Linked DNA regions of Mus musculus: regions 1 and 3 are each linked to region 2. A link is a contact called in public HiChIP or PLAC-seq and promoter capture Hi-C data. All regions are on one chromosome and are shown on one strand. Each heading gives the region's core, a stretch centred on a gene start, on an enhancer-like site or on the middle of the called end of the contact. The rest is flanking DNA. Distances are from core to core; before and after follow the strand shown. Region 1 has its middle 24 kb from the start of Cnot10. Region 2 holds the start of Cmtm6 (CKLF-like MARVEL transmembrane domain containing 6). Region 3 holds the start of Cmtm8 (CKLF-like MARVEL transmembrane domain containing 8).

Evidence for each region. HiChIP or PLAC-seq counts read pairs in DNA pulled down with a chosen protein or histone mark. Capture Hi-C pulls out chosen DNA fragments and counts their contacts.
Region 1: an H3K27ac HiChIP or PLAC-seq map of embryonic stem cells shows a contact between it and region 2, with 6 read pairs. The contact joins the enhancer-like site here to the promoter of Cmtm6 in region 2. A contact is called at or near these places in 1 of 39 promoter capture datasets (macrophages), 42 of 484 Hi-C or Micro-C datasets (the 63-12 cell line, B cells, the BV-2 cell line and 29 more), 17 of 115 datasets of contacts at active chromatin or transcription factors (CD8 T cells, the SCID.adh cell line, bone marrow-derived dendritic cells and 10 more) and 4 of 9 other capture datasets (adipose tissue, embryonic stem cells, liver and 1 more).
Region 3: a contact with region 2 is called in a promoter capture Hi-C map of liver. The contact joins the promoter of Cmtm8 here to the promoter of Cmtm6 in region 2. A contact is called at or near these places in 5 of 115 datasets of contacts at active chromatin or transcription factors (the 230-238 cell line, embryonic stem cells, extraembryonic endoderm stem cells and 1 more) and 3 of 9 other capture datasets (adipose tissue, liver and pancreatic islet).

What each region holds. Positions count from the first base shown.
Region 1 is chr9:114,662,004-114,665,934 of GRCm38.p6, forward strand. No RefSeq gene overlaps it. Among named protein-coding and RNA genes, the nearest start is that of Cnot10, 24 kb to the left of the region's middle. Within about 2 kb of position 2,333, at least 17 of the 459 cell types and tissues checked have an H3K27ac peak or open chromatin away from gene starts, as enhancers often do. A contact at or near this core is called in the N1E-115 cell line, embryonic stem cells, extraembryonic ectoderm and 1 more, where this site is marked.
Region 2 is chr9:114,729,205-114,732,860 of GRCm38.p6, forward strand. Cmtm6 (CKLF-like MARVEL transmembrane domain containing 6) reads left to right here and starts at 1,999. Exons shown (of 4, transcript NM_026036.3): 1 at 1,999-2,169. The coding sequence starts at 2,032.
Region 3 is chr9:114,842,190-114,846,111 of GRCm38.p6, forward strand. Cmtm8 (CKLF-like MARVEL transmembrane domain containing 8) reads right to left here and starts at 1,963. Exons shown (of 4, transcript NM_027294.2): 1 at 1,592-1,963. The coding sequence starts at 1,738.

The DNA of each region.
Region 1 (3,931 bases), core at 1,083-3,582, 67 kb before region 2:
TGTATGCTTAGCATCCTGGTTTTTTGTTTTTGTTTTTATCTGGAGATGTGTGGGTGCAAGGGCCTTCATGCTGCTCTTCTAACACGCCATCCTGAAAAGGTCACTCAAGGAAGCCCTTCCAAAACGTTAGCTGACAAGCAGCCGGGCAGCTGCCTCACACCTGGGCGGGACTAGGCAATGCTAAATATTAACACGTAAGAAGATTAGCACAGATTGCGAGAGGATTCTCACTGGGTTAAAGGCCATCTGCTTACAAATCTCTTTAGGGATGGAGAGCCTCTGTCCGTGAGGAAGTGGGAGCTATAAGGTAGGGGGCCTGGAGGAAGAGCTGCTCTTTCTGTGAGAGGGGCTGATTTCAGCTTCTGTGGAGAGCTCTGAAAGATGAAGCTGAATTCGGTTTTCCGGGGTCAGAATCAAAGAAACTAAAAAAATAAAAAATAATATATATTTTTTTTTAAATGTAGAATCAGATTTCCAATATAGGACTTGAAGAAAACATTTTATTATTTTCTTTTCTTGTGTGTGTATGTATTGTATATACAAGTGTGAGAGAGGCTCTGTGACCGTGTGCACATTAGGAGTCCAGCAGAGGATGTCAGGGGTCCTGCTCTGCACTCTACCACACTTAGCCTTATTCCCAGAGACAGGGGACCTGTCTTGACTGGACACTAGAAAGCCTCTGTTGATCCGCCTGGTTCCCGTCACCCCCATAGGGCAGGAGTCGCAGGCAAGCACAACCACACTGAACCTTTAAAAAACAAAACATAACAAAACAAAACCAAGAAACATTTTATGTGCATGGTTACTTTGCCTATGCATATATCTGTGCACCGCGTTCGAGCTATGCTCATCTGACACCGGAAGTAGATGTCAGATGCCCTGAGCCTAAGTAACAGATGATTGTGAGCCACCATGCGGGTGCTGGAAATCAAACCTGGGTTCTTTGTTAGAATGGTCAGTGCTCTTAACTGCTGCGCCAGCTACCTCTACAGCCCCCACCATGCTGGGCTTTTTATATGTTGCTTAGATCCAAACGTGGGTCTTCAAGTTTCAGCAACCAGCACTCTTGTCTACTGAGCTGTCTGCCCAGCCCCAGAACTCCTTTTGCTGTTGTTGTTGTTGCTGTTTGTTTTGAGTAAGCTGGCCTCATATTCACTATGTAGCCGAGGGTGACCTTGAACTTCTGATTTTTCTGTTTCCACCATCCATTTCCTAAGTGCTGGGATTGTAGGTGTGTACTACCTCCCTCCCACCCCTCTCATAACAGCTCTCCTACCTGAGACAGACGGGGTGCTGTTTGTGTGGGCAGGACTTATTCAACCAGCCCTTGCTTTATTCAGGGAAGGTTGGCAGCCAGTTCTCATGTTGTATCTTCCCTGATGGGCTCCTTGCTTCCTTCCCAGTGTGACTTTATTGCAGGTCCATCCCAAGATGTGATGTAGTCTGCCTCCTGTACATCTTAAATCCATGATTTTTGAGACTTACTTTGGCCCACTGAATGGGACAGAAGCTATGTCTTTCAAAATCTTGAGCCTTGTTCTCTTTCTTTTTTCTTTAGATCGAAGTCATGATTGTTTGTTATTCCTAAAAGGCTTATTTTTGTCTGGACTCGCTTAGAAGTTGAAGCTCTCAGCATGTTCTGCCTCCGTCCCTTGGCAACCTGTTCCTATAGAGCCTCGTTTTCTTGAGAGGCCTTGTAGCTCCCACCTGCTGATGCATGGACTATTCCCTACCAAGACAGAAACTCCCAGGTAGACTGCTGGCTTTGGGGAACCACGTGGAGAGACTGCAAGCTAACAGTTAGCCATAGACCTTAGCTCATCCTAGCCTCTTTGGAGCCAGTGACTCTGTTGGTGTCTTGTACTTGCATAAGTAGTTCCAAAGAGATCAGCGGGACCACACGGCTGAGTCCAGCTAGTCCACAAGACGAGAAATAACAAAGCACTGTGTACATGAAGTGCGTGCGCACACGGCCCCACCCCCACCTCACCCCCTGCGCACATGCGCACAGAAGCCAGAAGGCGGCACCAGATGCCCTCCTCCAGCAGTCTCCACCTACTCCTTTGAGACAAGGTCTCTCCTGGAACCTGGGACTCACGATTTCTCAGCTAGGCTAGAAGCCTGCAAGCCCCAGTGATTCACCTTTCTCTGCCCACCTCAGACAGGGGCTACACGAGATGCTGGACTTATTGTCTGGGTACTGGGATCTGAACTCGTGCTCATAACTTCACAAACTTCCTAGGGCTGAGCCATCTCTCCAGCCCCTACAGCACTGTTATTTTAGGCTGTGGCCCTCTGCAATGGCTTGCTGTGCAGCCATGTGTAGGAGACTCAGTCTTCTCCAGTTTGTTTTTATCTGGGTTGCCACCGTGCCGCATGGGTAAGGGAGGGAGTAGAAACGTGAAGGGGTGCAGAATTTTGAAAATAGAAATCCCTTTAGCTCATTCCCTATGATCTCCCCAGTCTTCTGCAGCAGCCGTTCTGGTCTCCAGCGAGGCAGACCGTTGGTGATCTGACCTGACATTCTCTTTTCCCCGTAGCACCGCTCTGATTTTAGCAATCTCCCTGACAAAGGCAGGCTATTTCTGAACCTCTTTTGTAATGAGAAAGTGTAATAGGCTTTAAACGGAAGCATTCTGTGAGATTGGCCAGAGAGACTCCCTAAGTGGAGCTAACCGACAAAGTGTTTCTTTCTTGTTCTTCTGTTCTTCCTTCCTCCATTAGAATGTTGGTTGGAGCTGTAGTTGTCACCTTGCACCATGAAGTGACTAATGGCGAGAAATATGTACTAAGAATAGCAGGATTGAACTAGAAGACTGATGGGCTGGATGGTTCAGTGGTTAAGAGCCCTGACTGCTCTTCCAGAGGACCTGTTCCTCTCCCAGCTCCCAGCATTCACATGATGGCTCACAGCCATCTGTAATTCCATTCCAGAGGATGTGATGGTCTCTGTGGATATTGTGTGCATGTGGTACATAGATATAGATATAAATACCGACAAAATACCTATATACATAAAATAAAAGTAAATAAATTGCAACAAGCCAAAAGAAAGAAAGAGAGAGAAAGACAGACAGAAAGAAAGAAAGAAAGAAAGAAAGAAAGAAAGAAAGAGAGAAAAATAGCTCATTGGAATGTCCATATAACTTTGCATTTTCTAGCTCCAACAGCTGATGCCCTCTCTGATGTGTGCCTGTGTGCCTTTTTTGTTTGTTTGTTTGTTTGTTTTGTTTTTCGAGACAGGGTTTCTCTTTATAGCCCTGGCTGTCCTGGAACTCACTTTGTAGACCAGGCTGGCCTCGAACTCAGAAATCCGCCTGCCTCTGCCTCCCAAGTGCTGGGATTAAAGGCGTGCACCACTATGCCTGGCACCTGTGTGCCTTTTAAAAAGAGATTTACCTCTGTATATGAGTTCTCTATCTACACCTACATACCAGAAGAGGGCATCAGAACTCACTATAGATGGTTGTGAACCACCCATGTGGTTGGTTACAATTGAACTCAGGACCTCTGGAAGAGTAGTCAGAGCTCTTAACCACTGAGCCATCTCTCTAACCTCCATGTCGGTAAGCTTTAATATTTACATCAGTGTGTGTTTCTGACTCTGGTTTCTTATAGGGAGGAGGTTGTCTCACAATTACTCTTCAAAGGCTCCGTAGTCTTCAGTTGGTGTTAAGGTTGGTTTATAAAATGTATTCCACAGAACCAGGTGGTGATGGCACAGGCAGCACTCAATGGGAGAGAGGCAGGTGGATCTCTGTGAGTTCGAGGCCAGCCTGGTCTGCAGAGAGTTCCAGGACAGCTAAAGCTACACACAGAAAAACTCTGTCTTAACCAACCAACCAAAGGAGCCCACAGGTGAAGTGGAAACTTAAGGGTTCTTTGGAAAGTTAGTTGGATGGTGTTTTGCTGGGGCAAACACGTGAAGGAG
Region 2 (3,656 bases), core at 749-3,248:
AGAGAGAGACAGAGAGAGACAGAGATCAGAGACAGACACACACGGAGAGTGTGCATATATGCATATATCAGGAGAGTCCATAGAAGGACATTGGATCCCTTGGAACTGGAGTTACAGGTGGTTGTAAGCCACCCTATGTGGGTGCTGGGAACCAGACTTAGATTCTATTAAAGAGCAGAAATTGCTTTTAACCACTGAGCCATCTCTCCAGCCCCATAAATATAATTTTAAAATCTAGGACCTACATATGAGACAGACCATATGGCCTTTGTCTTTTGAATGTGCCTTATTTCCCTTCACAGTAATACTCTGTTGTATTCATTTTCCTACAGATGTCATGGTTTCACAAAACAAGAACAATAAACTTGAGTAAAATTCCACTAAATGTTCTGCATTTCTTTTGTCCACTCATCTGTTGGCATGGTCAGTATGTTCATGTCATATATCAATATCTGACACTCTGATTAATCTTTTTGTTAATTGTCCTTTGAAATTTTCATTAATCTGCTAACTGTCCTGCCAGAAAGGATTTTCTGTCTCTGGTTGGCACGGGGCAGTAAACTTAATATCCAGATCTGGTTTTCAGTTGTACTGTAAACATCCAATGATACTGAAAAACAAGAACAGGGAAGACAGCTTAGCTGGTAAAGTGCTGGCTGCCATTGGTGATGTGAGTTCGATTCCTAGAACCCATATAAAAAGACCAATGTAGCCTGTGCTTGTAACGGCGGAGCTGGCAAGGCGGGACGCTGATCTCTGGGTCTTCTTAGCCTTTTAGCCTCACCTATCTAGTAAGCTAGGTTCAGTGAGACACACTGCCCTAAAACAGGGTAGATGGTGCCTGAGGAACATACTCAAGGTTGACTTCTGACCTCCACACTTGCACCCGCGCGAGCCTGCACCTTCATACGCGGGTGCACCCCTCCCGCCCATGAGAAGATGACTATCTGAAAGATGGAAGATAGTGAGACGTGAGAAATAAGTCAAATCTCTGTGGGAGGAGCATGGAGGGGTGCAGCTCAACGGGGGGGGGGGCGGGGGGGCGGGGCGGGGGGAGACGGGGACGGGCGCGGGGGAGGAGGGCGGTTAGCATACAGAAGGACCTCAATGTGATCTCTGGCAGTTTTAAAAAAACAAAACAGGCTGAGGGGAGGAGGAGCACGTGCCTGTAATCTCAGCACTTCAGAGACAGAGGCAGGAGGATTGTCACTAGTTGCAGACTAGTGCTGGCTATGTACATAGTTCTAGGCTAGTCTGGGCACGTGAAACCTTGGTTTTATTTCTTTTATTTTTAAATCAGACCGAAACGAAACTAAAAGACACAGATCAAGTCAGGGCGGAGAGGTGGCTCAGTAGGTAAAGGCGCCAGTTACTAAGCCTGAAAATGAATTCAATTCTCAGGAAGAAATGACTCAGAATAGTTTTCTGACCTCAGCACAACGCTCCTTCTTAGATAGGTGGATGGACGGATGGATAGATAGATCGATAGATAGATAGATTAAAAATATAGATAAAATAGATAGATTAATCAAAGTGTAATTTAAAAAATCCAAAAAACAAAAAAGCTGAAGTCCATCGAAAGCATGAAACTGTCAAGAGTTAGCCGGGCAGTGGTGGCGCAACGCCTTTAATCCCAGCACTTGGGAGGCAGAGGCAGGCAGATTTCTGAGTTCGAGGCCAGCCTGGTCTACAGAGTGAGTTCCAGGATAGCCAGGGCTACACGGAGAAACCCTGTCTCGAAAAACCAAAAATAAATAAATAAATAAAATAAAAACCCAAAAAAAGAAAGAAACTGTCGAGAGTTAACCAGAGAGCAGGAAAGGCAGAGGGGTGTGGCGAACAAGAGGCGCGGCAAACCATGGGGGCGTGGCAAAGGGAGAGAAATTCTATGGGCTGGAGCTCAGCAAGCGAGGGGGCGTGACGAGGCGTGAGGAGGGCGGAGTTGACCGGAAGCGTGGGCGGAGTCCCAGGAAGTGACGCCCCCTACCGCTCGGCCGAGAGTTTAGCTGGGTGAGCGAGTGTTTGCGGGCGATGGAGAACGGAGCGGTCTACAGTCCCACCACCGAGGCGGCCCCGGGCACTGGCAGGGGTGCGCGCAGCGGCCTGGCCGCCTACTTCGTCCTGGGCAGGCTCCCTTGGCATCGGCGCATCCTCAAAGGCTTGCAGCTGGTGAGCCTACGGCGGCGGCCGGGACCTGTGGGCTGAGGGCTGGGGTGGATGCCTCGAGGCTGCCGCTCGCTCGGCCTCCTCGTTCGGGAAGCAGCCGTTTCCACACCCCAGTTCCTTCCCTTCCTACCCGGGAAGGAGGCGTTGCCGTCCACCGCCTACCCGTGGCCCGGCCTCAGCCTCTTAAACCCTTTTTCCCTTCTCTCAGCTAGAATTCTTTCATTATCGCCCAGAATGCTTGTGTTTCAGACAACGTAGTGCTTTCTGTTTATCTTTTCTGGCTTTTGCGGTTTTCCGGGTGCTGGCCCATTAGGGCAATATAACATGTCGGATAGTTTGTGTATGTGTTTAACTTGCACAGTGAGTTTGATCAAGGCAGAGAGAGTCGAAAGGGCATCTTTCTGCTTCATGTGTGCGGGTGAGAGAACCTGAACCTGCTTCTCTTTATTTCCGCCTAGGCGTGAAACTGTAGTCATCTTTGCTATTTAAATTATGATACTCCTGCTGTGTCTCAGCTGCCAATGGGTATTAAGGTTTTTCAAGAAGACACTTTTCGGAAAACCAAATTGTTTAGAATGTTTATGGGTTTTGTTTAGTTTTGTGAGCCATTTATGCTAAAAGTGGCCCACTGCCTTTCTTGGGAAGATTTAAAATTCTCAAAACGCCGATAATCAGAACTTACATTCTTGGAACTCAGTTGACCTACTTTCCTGAAGTAGAAAGCCAGCAGTTAGAAAACTGGCGCTGCTTTTAGGTGCCAGCTTGGGGATGAGAGGAAATCATTCAGAGACAAGTGATAAGTAGATCTGGTCTTGTGTAACCCCCTACATCCTCCTAAGATGTCTGCAGTGGACACCTTTAGGTTCCGCAGGCACCTGGGTTCCCCGTCTTTGCGCATTTGCAGAACCTGTTCCTTTAACCCAGATGGGTGTGGTTTTGCCCCCACCCTTCCACCTCCTTCTTTTCCTTCTCCCTCTCTCCCCTTGTTCCTCTCTTCCTCCCCCTCTCCTTTCCATTCCTTCTCTTCCACTCTTTTTTCACAGGGTCTCAAGTCTCATGTAGTCCAGTTAACTTTAGACTCACTAATGTAGAGGATGACCTTTGAACTCCTGATACTGCTGTCTCCACAGTGCTGGGATTACAGGTGTGCTCCACCGTGCGGTCTATGTGGTGCGGAGAATTGAACCCAGGGCCTTGTGCATGCGAGGCAAGTGCTCTGCCTACTGTGCTATAGCAACAGCTCCAGATTGTGTCTCTTTTGCGCTTCTCTTTTGCCCTTCTCTGCAGTAAACACATGTGTCTAATGGAACCTTTTGAACAGAGAAATTTCTGTTTGCTCCAAGGAAGTCATCTCTATTGGTCTTCTGCATGGGTGTGCAGAACAAAATCTCTTATTTTTAGTTGCTTTTATTTCTTTTTCTAATAAGAAATGCTAAAGCCGGAGTAAAAAATTCTCATTATTATAGTTCAGCAGGCCTTAGCTCTGTGTC
Region 3 (3,922 bases), core at 713-3,212, 110 kb after region 2:
TCAACAGTAGTTCACCTTAGTGATGGGACGAAGGGTCCTTGACAGTTCTATCGCTTTCATATTCTCTGAAGGTATGTAACAGAGAGCACGTGGGCAGCAAACACACCAACACAAGGTGGTGGTGGTCTGAGCCACCCCACAGAAGCCCCAACTCAGTCACTTGAGCGTCTATTTGCTTTTCTGAAGCGGGAGAGCCAGCCAACTCCCTCACTCACACAGCAAATATTTGTTGAGCTCTTTAACGCCAGGCCAGGCCTTGCACTGTGACTGTAATACTTAGGGCTATTTAATAGGGCTGCAAATACCCTTGGGGCTGCCTGGGCCAACCATTTTGGAGATGAGCTAAGCTAACACTTTCCCAACTTTCCGTGGAAGCTGATTGGGTGGGTCTGGGGTGGATCTGCGCCTTGAGTCAGCAAGCTCCCGGGATCCACACAGGGGCTGCTGAAGGTTTCTCAGAGGGTCCATGCACACTCAACCACTGTACAACACGATCTCCGCCCCCATTCTCTAGCTTTCCTATGGGCTGGATTTCAGTTTCACAAATGCTTCCTTGGGTCTGAGATGCAACAGAAGGGGGACTCCTATTTAGACTGTGGGAGTCGACGCTCCTTAGCAGGTAGGAGCAGGGAGCAAGAAAAGGGCAGACATAGGTTTGAATCTCAGCTCTGCCAACAAGTGTAAACTTCCGTCCAGTCTCTGACTCAGTTTCCTCGCGTGTAAAATAAGCTTACTTGCAACCACCTTCAAGGGAGAGCGCATCAGGGCCTACACAAACTTAGAAGCTCCTCCAGGACTGACACCCTGGTAGAGGGCGAGGACAATAGATAGTGGCCTCCACCAGTAGTCAACAGAACTCCAGGCGGAAGGCCTGGCTTCCCAGGAACAGCACGTACAAGTCCTGCCTCCCTCCCGGGCACTTGCCCAGCCCCCACCAGGATGTGCTCAGTCCGTACAGCGGCCCTCAAGGGCTTAAAGAGGTTGAGATTCTCAGATTTATTCAGGGAAATGTTCTTGATTCATCTGTATTTGACCACAGGAAGTTAATTACTCAGAAGTTCTCTCCTTTATAACTTTTAATAGGAAAACTTTTAAAACTGGGGGTGCGGCTCAGCGATAGAGCATCCGACTGGCACGTGAAGCTCTGAGTTCCAGACCAGCACTTTGGAAGGGTCAGTTTGATAACAAACAAACAAACAAACAAACAAAAACGTTGTTTTTTAGGGACCCCTGCACGTGGAGATCAGGTGAGGTAGGCCCTAAGTATTCCAGACACCCATTATCTATAAACGCCCACCAAAGTATCCGGCTCCCGGGAAAGACCACCATCCTTCGAATGAAAACAGCAAGCTGTGAGTTACCTCCCACAGCAGACATCCTGAGGGTCACAACCCTGGTTCCCAAGGGAGCCTCAGGTGAAAGAACCTGAATGTGAGTTTTGCACTTTACAAAGAAGTCGAAGCTCAAGAGTGTTCCCGGAGCCCGCGGGAAGACCGGAGCCAGCTCGGTGGGCGGAGCTGGAGGCGCGCGAGCTAGCCGAGTCCACCTGCCTCCCTCCGCCCGGCCCAGCCCGGCCCGGCCCGACACTTACGATCTCGGCTACGATCAGGAGCCCCGGCGGGGTACGGAGGAACTCTCGGTCGTAAGCGAAGCTGCTGCTGGTGGTGGAGAAGTTCTCCGCAAAGGAGCTGGTAGTGGTGGTGACCGTGTGCGAGCGCGCGCGCTGCTGCTCTTCCATCGTCGCCCCGGGAGCTGGCCCGGGTCCCCGAGGACCCTACCCCCACCCAATGAGTTCCCTGGGCTCAGGATCGCGGGCCAGGGAATCGCGGATGATGGGAGGCGGGCAAACCCGGGTGATCTCCAGGGTCAGGTCCGCAAGTGTCCCAACACCTCGGCGAGCGCACTCTGGGTCTGCTCGGAGACCCGGGAACGGGATCGCTGGCGACCGGTGGCAGTGGACTGCGGGGGAGGGGAGAGAAGAGGAGGGGCGTAGACTGGGCGGGTGAGGGCGGGCACTCCAGGACCTCCCCTCGGGGGCGCCGCCGCGCGGCCACAGCACCTGTCTCCCAGGGACTGAGAGCTCTCGGGGGTGCAGGGACGCGTACCGGATCGCTAAGGGTGAGCGGCACCTCCTGGTCACACTCCTTCTAGCTCGAGCCACAATTAGGCTCCGCCCACCTAGGGCCACCAGACTTGGACCAGCTTCCTCCCACCTGGCTGGACTAGCAGCAGGGCCTCTTAAGGAAACTCAGGCCTCTAGGGACGTGGCCGCTCCAGGACTACAGGCGGTTGGGGGAGGGAGGCTAGAATTGTGACCTAACCAGACCTTAAACCAGGGATCGATGTGAGGCCGCTTGGACAGCCCTCACCCACTCCGCTGCAGCCGTCACCAAAGCCGGCGCTGTTTCCTGCCCCTCCTGTCCGGAACAATTTGAGGAACCAACTTAATCGCCGGGGAGTGAGAGCGAGAGGCTTCTAGGCGCTCTCCACAACTTTGGCGGAGACTAGCTGGATTGTGGAGAGGAAGATGGAAAGTGGGGGAGATGTTCGGGATTCCTGGTCAAGATGTATCAATATGACAGATCTCATTAGCTTTGGGGGGGGGGGGGCTTGTTTCAAACTTGAATGGAACCGTCTGTGCAAAGTGATGTTTATGACAAGCTAGTTGTGCTTCCCGGGGTCAGGGAGGAGGGGTGGACATCTCCTTGCGTGGGCAGCTGTGTGCCAGTCAGGTGAGTGCTGCGCAGAACCCTGGGTACTTGTGTAATTAGCATGAAGTTATTGGTTCTGCTTTACTGGACCTCAGTGCTACCACCCGTGTTTCAAGACGGACTTTGATGGACGATGGACATTTGGCTAAAATGATCTGCTTCCATGTGCCTGTCCTCCTCTTGTTTTGTGAAGAGTGACAAGAGACAATTCATCTGAACCCACCAAGTGGGCTTTGATTCGAAGTGAAGGCATATCAGATTTTAAAAGTTGTCAGAAAGTGTATCCTATTGGTGGATCCGAAAAGAAAGCACAAAGAACAAGCTAATAGAAGGAGTTAGTTTATGGGAGATGGTGGCTCACACATTTAATCCTAGCACTCAGGAGGCAGAGGCAGGCAGATCTCTGAGTTCCAGACCAGCCTGGTCTACAGAGTGAGTTCGAAGACAGCCAGAGATACACAGAGAAACCCTGATTTGAAAAAACAAACAAACAAACAAACAAACAAAAACATCTTTTTAACCTGGGTGGTGGTGTTGCAAGCCTTTAATCCTAGCCTGGAGAGGTAGAGGTTTGAGGCCAGCCTGGTCTACAGAGTGAGTTCCAGGACAGCCAGAGATACACAGAGAAACCCTGTCTTGGGGGTGGGGTGGGGGCGGGGAGAGTTTAAACCTGGGTCCTCCCTAGGAAAACTCTAGGGTAAAGTGTTTCAAGAATATGCCAACAGTTTCAGTGTGGTGGCTCATACTGATAATTTCATCACTGGGGGAGCTGAGGCAGGAGGATAGAGTTCAAAGCTAGCCTAAAGTTACAGGGTAAGGGGCTGGTGAGATGGCTCAGTGGTTAAGAGCGCCGACTGCTCTTCTGAGGGTCCCGAGTTCAAATCCCAGCAGCCACATGGTGGCTCACAACCATCCATAACTAAATCTGATGCCCTCTTCTGGAGTGTCTTCAGACAGCTACAGTATACTTACCTATAATAATAAATAAATCTTAAAAAAAAAAAGTAAAGTTACAGGGTGAGACCCTGTCTGAAATAATAGTCTGTGCTACATAGTGAGCTCAGCCTAGATACAGAAACCCTATCTAGAAATACATAGTTCAAGGTCATATTGGGATCCATAGAGGGTTTGAGGCCAGGCTGGGCTACATAGTGAGACCCAGTCTCTCCTCCCACCACCAATGAAAAAAAAATTTTTTTCCTTGAGGTAGG